2 separate regions of the Mus musculus genome follow, and region 2 is linked to region 1. The links are chromatin contacts, called in public Hi-C maps. All regions are on one chromosome and are shown on one strand. Each heading gives the region's core, a stretch centred on a gene start, on an enhancer-like site or on the middle of the called end of the contact. The rest is flanking DNA. Distances are from core to core; before and after follow the strand shown. Region 1 overlaps Pla2g4a (phospholipase A2, group IVA (cytosolic, calcium-dependent)). Region 2 has its middle 30 kb from the start of Ptgs2.

Region 1 (3,672 bases), core at 287-2,786:
CTTGCAAACTTTATATGCCTCAGTACAGGGGAACACCAGGGCCAAGAAGTGGGAGTGGGTGGGTAGGGGATTGGGGGGGAGGGTTTGGGGGGCTTTTGGTATAGCATTGGAAATGTAAAATAAGAAATTACCTAATTTTAAAAAGTGGGAAAAAAAAAAGAAAGAAAAGGACTCGGCAGAAGTGGGAAGGAACGGAGGGTAATGAGGTGTGAATGTAGTCAAAGTGTATTATAACATGTTTGAAAATATCACCGTAAATCATATCATGGAACATTCTAATAAAAACTAAAAATTTAAGCAATTAATAATAAACACACGCACAAATAAAAAAAAAAAGAACAACTACATAGTAAGAAATGTTCTCAAAAACAAAACAGCAAATTTATGTGCATAGATCAGTCCTCCAGTCAAAAGCTTTCAGACTAAATATTACCAAAGACTTGTAAGCATATAAACAAAGTCTGTAATACTTTTAGCATGGCAGTCTATTTATATTACTGTACCAATGTTAGTGTCCTGGCTTTGGTAAGTGCTTTGGTTATATACAATGGGGAACTTTAGTAAAAGGCACACAAAAACTCTCTATAGCACTTTAATGATTTCTTATCTTAACTATCTCTAGTTTATTTTAAAACACAATACCTGTTATGGGGGCTCTGGTGATGTATGCCCTTAATCCCAGGGCTCTGGAATCAAAGGAAAGTGGATCTGTGAGTTCAAGATCAGCCAAGGCTACATAGTGAGGCTGTGTCTCAAAAAAGAAATGTCAACAGACCTCATTTATATGTACAATTTTCACTCCAGGAAATGAAGCAGTCCTAAGGTAATTGGGTTAGGATACAGTCACTTTTCCTCAGGATAAAATCCTATGTAGTTACTGTCAGTGAGTCCACTTGTATAGTTCTGGTTAGGAGTCAGCTTCCTCTCACCCACTTTCCCCCGCCCGTGACTGACAGTAACAGCAGCAGATACCTCAGGTTTCTGTGGTACCAAGCCATCTCTACCCAACTATCCATAGTAAACACTAGGAAAATGCCTTTACCCCCACAATTAGCTCAGTCCTGGGAATCTTGCTACAACCAAGTTGCACAACTGCTATAATGACTCTTCACAAAACAGAAGGTTTTTCCTCATTTCTTCTAACTAGGCTAAACAACCAATCTTCCTGCGTAAAGACTACCTCCAAGCCTGTGGTAAGAGATAGGAACCTCACAGTTTGGTTGATTTGGGAGGTTTTTGGTTTTATTTTGTTTTTTGTTTTTTGTTTTTTGTTTTTTTTTTTTTTTTTTTTTGTTTTCACTTGGTCTTTTTTCCATCCCTATGCCCCACCCCAATGCCCTATAATTAGAAACCTCTGGAATACTCAGGGTTGGGATACACTTCCCCACGCACACTTGCTTCTGTTGGCTTTCAATCAGTGATTAATATCGTATGCTGTGACCAAAACCCATTTAGTCATGTTGGAGCAACACAGGCTTCTCAGAAGAAGTGAATAAAAACCAAAAGTCTGCCCTGAAGTGCTTTGTCACTTCTGTCTCTCTGCAGAAGATGATGTAACAAAGGGAGAGCATGGTATAATTAGAGCCGTGGCATCTGGTGGCGCGAAGGACAGGAATTACATTTCCTGTGTAATGAATGACATGAGCTTTCAAGGCATTGCACCACCTCCTTAGCCAGAGACAAATAGAGCTTGCTCCCTCTCCTGTCTTGATCCCCTGTGTATTCTGTTGTATAAAATGAGGAGGTGGCTCCTCCATCTCTCAGACTCATTGGACAAAATGAGCAAATATATGTCAACTCCAACCACAATCCAATGAAATAAAGAAAATAATGTATTGTTGCTTATAAAACGTATGCTTTCCCAAGCTGCCTCAACTTGATAGGAGGTGTTTGGCTCTATGGGGAGTTCTAAGAAGTCTGAAGTTGGCTAGTTTGTGGAGCAATTCTTACAAGGATCTTGTGCTTTTTTTAATGGTCGACATTGAGTTTTACTAGAAAATATGAAGTGCTTACATTTCAAATCAACTAGCACTTTAAAAAGTAAAAACACTGATCCACTGGCTTGTCTGATGCTAACTAGAACCAAAGTTTCCTTCAGTATGGTGGATAAGCAGTTGCTTTGGAAACAAAAGAACTTGTCTCTGGGTCCTATCAGCATCTTCCCTAGACATGCATAACCACTCAGGCATTGCTAAAGTTCTGTTCTGGAATGGTATGAATGATGCTTCTCCTTTTTAAACTAGAGCTAACCAAAGCATTCTATCAACCGCAGACAGAGAAAAATGAGCAATAGGAATCAGAACAGTAAATGTGCCAGGCATGGTGGCATAGGCCTTTAATCTCATCATTCAGGAGGCAGAGGCACTTGGTCTCTGAGTTAGAGACTAGCCTGGTCTACATAATGGGTTCCAGGTAAGCCAAGAATACATAAGGAAACCCCGTCTCAAAACAAATAAAAAGGTAGTTAAGAAGGCATGTATAAGAAATGTCCTCCAAGCCGCATTACTTTAGCACAGAAAGCCTGAGAGCTTTCTTGTTCTCTTGAAGATGTAAATGCGTATTCTCAGTCTCAAAGACACAGGTTATCAACTAGGTGGGTTCCCAGCAAGCATGTGGAGGAAGAGCCTACCCAGCATATCACGACGAGGCACCTGTTGCCATATGCTGGAACCCATGCTCTTCTTCTGGCGCTGATGTATTTTTTCTCCCTGCTTTCTCTTTTAAGTCTCTAATTCTTCTTCCTGACCACTCACATGTGCCTTCCTAAAGCTCACTCTAAACCCACAACCACATACAGAGCATGCACCAGCCAGCAGAACAGAGTCTATTGGCCTAAACTAAGACTTCAGAGAAGCACAAAGTAGGAAGATACACAGGAAGGTGGCAAGGAAATGTTAGGGAAAGACTTAGTGCTAAAGATTTCTGGTCCTCCCTGGAGCTGTCTGCCAGCTATTCAGTGTTCTTCATAAATGCAAATTGAGGAAGCACTCTTGATATATCTACTAGCTCGGACCCTTGTGTTTCTATGTGATAGCTCAGCACAGCTGTGTACTTCATTACACAGTGGTGGCCCTGACTCTGAAAAGCGCAAGGAGAGTTCTGCTTCCTTCTCCACGTTCTCAACTTGGACCAGGAGCAATTATTTAATTACTCTTGATTAAAAGGACAAATAAACAAATGATGACTTTTCATGGTATACTGGAGAAAACTTTCCAGAGTATAAATGAACCATGCACTGAGAATTCATGTAAGGTGATTCTCTATTCATAGAACCTAGAACAATAAACTACTAGGTATCTAAGCAGTTGCTTGTTTCAGTACTAATTTTTTTCATATCAAACTTTATTTTTGTGATAGATATATGATCGATCAAATTGATTTCATTAAATGTCTACTTAAATATTTTGGACTTTTTTATTCTTCTCTGTTTATTCTTCTCTCATACAATAAATATATACTGACCACAGTTTCCCCTCCCTCCAGTTCCCACCCACAGTTCTCTCCTTTTCCTCCCCTTTATCTCTGATCCACTCCTCTGCTTCCCATAAGAAAAGAGCAGGCCTCCCAGGGATATCAATGGAATACAGCATAACAAGTTACAATAAGATTAAATACACACTTGCTAATCATTCCCCAGCTACTTTATTAAGTAATGTATACATACTACCACAT
Region 2 (3,333 bases), core at 691-3,190, 180 kb after region 1:
TGACAATTGAGGGACAAAGTGACAAGTCAGAAAAAGACTGGACAGAATGAGTCAGAGATAGGATATGCCCAACTTTCAGAAGAACAATAAAGGAAAGAAAAGCTATTTAAGATCAGCACAAGGAAAGAGAGTCTATGAGTTATGTTCCATGAGTTGAGCTCAGTGCAGTGGAGTTGAGTCAGTCTGTTGGGAATCAGTGCAGTGAGTACAGTACAGTGCAGTGGAGTTTGTTTCTGAGTTCATACAGTTTAGTGCAGATCAGCAGAGGCAGTTCATACCAGAGAAAAAGAAGGAGCCAGAAAATTAGAACATATTACCAGAGTTAGTTTGAGGCCAAGTGGAGCAATTCAGTCAGAAGCTGAGTGAAGCCAGATTGAATCAGTCAGCTTGGAGAGGAGTTTGAGCCAGATAGATATTTGTGTAGGTCATTTTCTTTAAAGTGGACAATGGAGTCCTGAAAGGTTGAAAATAGACAAGCTGAGCAGCAGAGACATGAAAGAAAAGAGAATCATGTGGATACTAAAGTAAATATGTATCAATGAAAAACAAAATAGAGTTGAGGATATAGCTCAATTGGTAGAGGGCTTGCCTAACACTCATGTGGTCCTAAGTTAGATCCACAGTTGCATATCAACCAAAGATATCTGTATATGCCTCTAATACCACTAGGTGGGAGGTGGAGACAGGAACATTGAGCCTTTACTACATTAAGCATTCATCAACTTCAGCTGGATGAGATCCTGTCTAAACAAAAGTAGAGTAGTGACAGAAAGAGAGAGGGAGAGAAGGAAGGGAAGGAAGGGGAAAGAGAAGGGAGGGAGAAGGAAGGAAGGGAGGGAGGGAGAAGGAAGGAAGGGAGGGAGGGAGAAAGGGAGGAAGGAAGAAAGGGAGGGAGGGAGGGAGGGAGGGAGGGAGGGAGGGAGGGAGGGAGGGAGGGAGGGAAAGAAGGAAGGAAAGATGGAAAAGGAGGAAGGAGAAAGGAAGAAGGAAGTAATAGAGGAACAGATTGAGAAAAAGAGAGGGGAGGGTGGGAGAAAAGGAAGGAGAGAAAGAAAGAAAAAAGAAGGAAAGAGCAAACATCCTGAAATAGAAATCGTATTAAAGGACATCAGGATAGAGTTGGAGGCCTGGAGCAGTTTTTGTGTCCCAGAACAGGAATTGAACAGAGACACACGAGTGGTAGCAAAAGCAGGAACAATTTGTTAAAAGAATGTACACTTTTGGGCTGCATGACATCTCAGTCATTAAAGTACTTGTGGTACAATAATGAGGACCTGCATTCAGTGTTTAGATGTCACATGAAAAGGCAGATCATGGTAGAACATGCTTGTAATCCCAGTGCTAGAGATCACAGGGCACATGCAGTTCACAAGTGTTGGCTTATCCTAGTTGGTGAGTTCTAGTCCAGATGACAGACTATGTCTCAAAAAACAAGGTAGACAATTCCCAAGCAATGGTACCTGAGTCTGATCTCTGCCCCCTACACATGTGCATTTGTAACCATGTCCAATGTGCAGATGTATACCATCACATATGAACGTACACATACACATAGACTTATACAAAGCAAAAGAAAGAAAAAAGAAAGTTCACTTCTAGATCGTGGGTGGGCAGAGTAGGCTAGAGTAGAGAATTTAACAGTTCAGTTGGCCCCACTGTACAAACAATTGGGGCTTTTATGTCACATTGTGTAAGCTTTGGGGGGGGGCGGCGTATAACATTTACTTTGCTAATAGCTCTTAAATGTCCACACACAATGGATGTTCTAGTGTTGTAATAAATCATGGGTCACCTTCAGACATTCCTGAGCACTTCTGCTCCTGTTCTTAGACTTTGTGTAAGCCTAGCGACCCTCACTCTCCACCCTACTTCCCTGCCTCTGAAATGCTTGGAGCATCAGCAAGGAACCTAGATGGTTAGAATGTGAGTGAGCAAGACAAAACTAGCTACGATGACCTCGAAGTGGATGCTACATACTGAGTCACCCAGAGCACCACAGGACTTACGGATGAATAGATTCTTCCTAAAATTCATGGAAATTCTCCAGAGGATAGACTTCGGATAGAAGTGTGACAAAGAGTAGTTCATGCATGCTAGATCCAGTCACCATTTTGATTGTTGCAAATTATAGGCTGGCTTCTCTTCTATCCTTTTTCTCTACGTTTGTTTTGTTGTTGGTTTTTTTTTTTTCCATTGCATTTGTCTCAGGCTGCCCTGAGATTCTTGATCCGATTGTCTCCATCTTCTGAGTGCCAGAATCCCAGCTGTGCACTTCGTGCTCTCAGTGTAGTGTTGTGTTTGTGAAAAGGTCTTGATGCTTGTGGACTTTACCAGGGGGATTTAGAGAAAAGAATAGAGGAAATCTTCAGGCTGGGATGTGGTCCATTCCCTGTCAGTGAACAAATAAAAGCTTTGGGTTAAAGGCCAATTTTATTTGGCAAACTTTATTGTCGACAGAACGATTTTATTGCCTTAGCTACCTTAGGGCTAATAGTAATATACAGATGGGCTTATGCAAAGTGAGCATGCATTTCCTTTTTCCACCCCGGCTGTGGATTATATTACAAAGCATTCCTGTGATGACTAAAAAGGAAGACTGCTATGAACAAATTATTAATATTCCCTGTTGTGAACTGACTTTCTCTTGTGGAAAGAAGGATAGTTGATGGCATTTCCTGATTACATGTTTGCATCTCCAGGACCAAAAAAAAAAAAATGCACTGCTCTGGTTTTAATAACAAATCCAAAAGGAAAGCTCTGGTGAGCCTCCTGGGATCATATGCTCATGTTGGCTCCATTACTGAGACTATAGAAATGGATGAGTCACGCTGACAGGCCAGGTTCTTACACCCATCCCAGCACTGGGGTAAACGTGCTGTGCCCACTGTCTTTGACACCCTTTTCTTTTTATTCTTTTCTTTTTTTTTCTACAAAGTACTCCTTTTATTTTTTGAGATAAAATTAATTATCTTCCCCTAGCCATTCCTCCTTCCAAACCCTATTATACCCTCCCATTTACCTCTCTTTGCTTTCTTTCATATTCATGACCTCTTTTTTAGTAATTATTGTTACCTACACACACATGATATATATACTCATAAATACAGATACTAAAATATATACACATATACATAAACACACACACATAGCCTGTTTGTTCTGTATGTGTGTAATATGTATGGAGTATGTATATATGTATATTTACATCCTTTTCTTATTCCACTCTTCTGTTTGTTGGTTAATTGGCTTTTGGAGATAGGGTATGGCTTTTTAGCCCAGGGTGCCCTGGAACTTGTGGTTCTCTTGCTTTGGCTCCCAATTGCTGGGATTACA

Evidence for each region. Hi-C and Micro-C count contacts between places; a contact is called where the count stands out from the background.
Region 2: a contact with region 1 is called in a Hi-C map of pancreatic cancer cells, with 2.6 times the contacts expected there. The contact joins two enhancer-like sites. A contact is called at or near these places in 1 of 39 promoter capture datasets (hippocampal neurons), 1 of 484 Hi-C or Micro-C datasets (pancreatic cancer cells) and 3 of 115 datasets of contacts at active chromatin or transcription factors (bone marrow-derived dendritic cells, bone marrow-derived macrophages and microglia).

Annotation. Positions count from the first base shown.
Region 1 is chr1:149,945,610-149,949,281 of GRCm38.p6, forward strand. The region is part of intron 1 of Pla2g4a (phospholipase A2, group IVA (cytosolic, calcium-dependent)); the gene reads right to left. Among named protein-coding and RNA genes, the nearest start is that of Pla2g4a, 14 kb to the right of the region's middle. Within about 2 kb of position 1,537, at least 56 of the 459 cell types and tissues checked have an H3K27ac peak or open chromatin away from gene starts, as enhancers often do. A contact at or near this core is called in pancreatic cancer cells, where this site is marked.
Region 2 is chr1:150,128,286-150,131,618 of GRCm38.p6, forward strand. No RefSeq gene overlaps it. Among named protein-coding and RNA genes, the nearest start is that of Ptgs2, 30 kb to the left of the region's middle. Within about 2 kb of position 1,941, at least 24 of the 459 cell types and tissues checked have an H3K27ac peak or open chromatin away from gene starts, as enhancers often do. A contact at or near this core is called in pancreatic cancer cells, where this site is marked.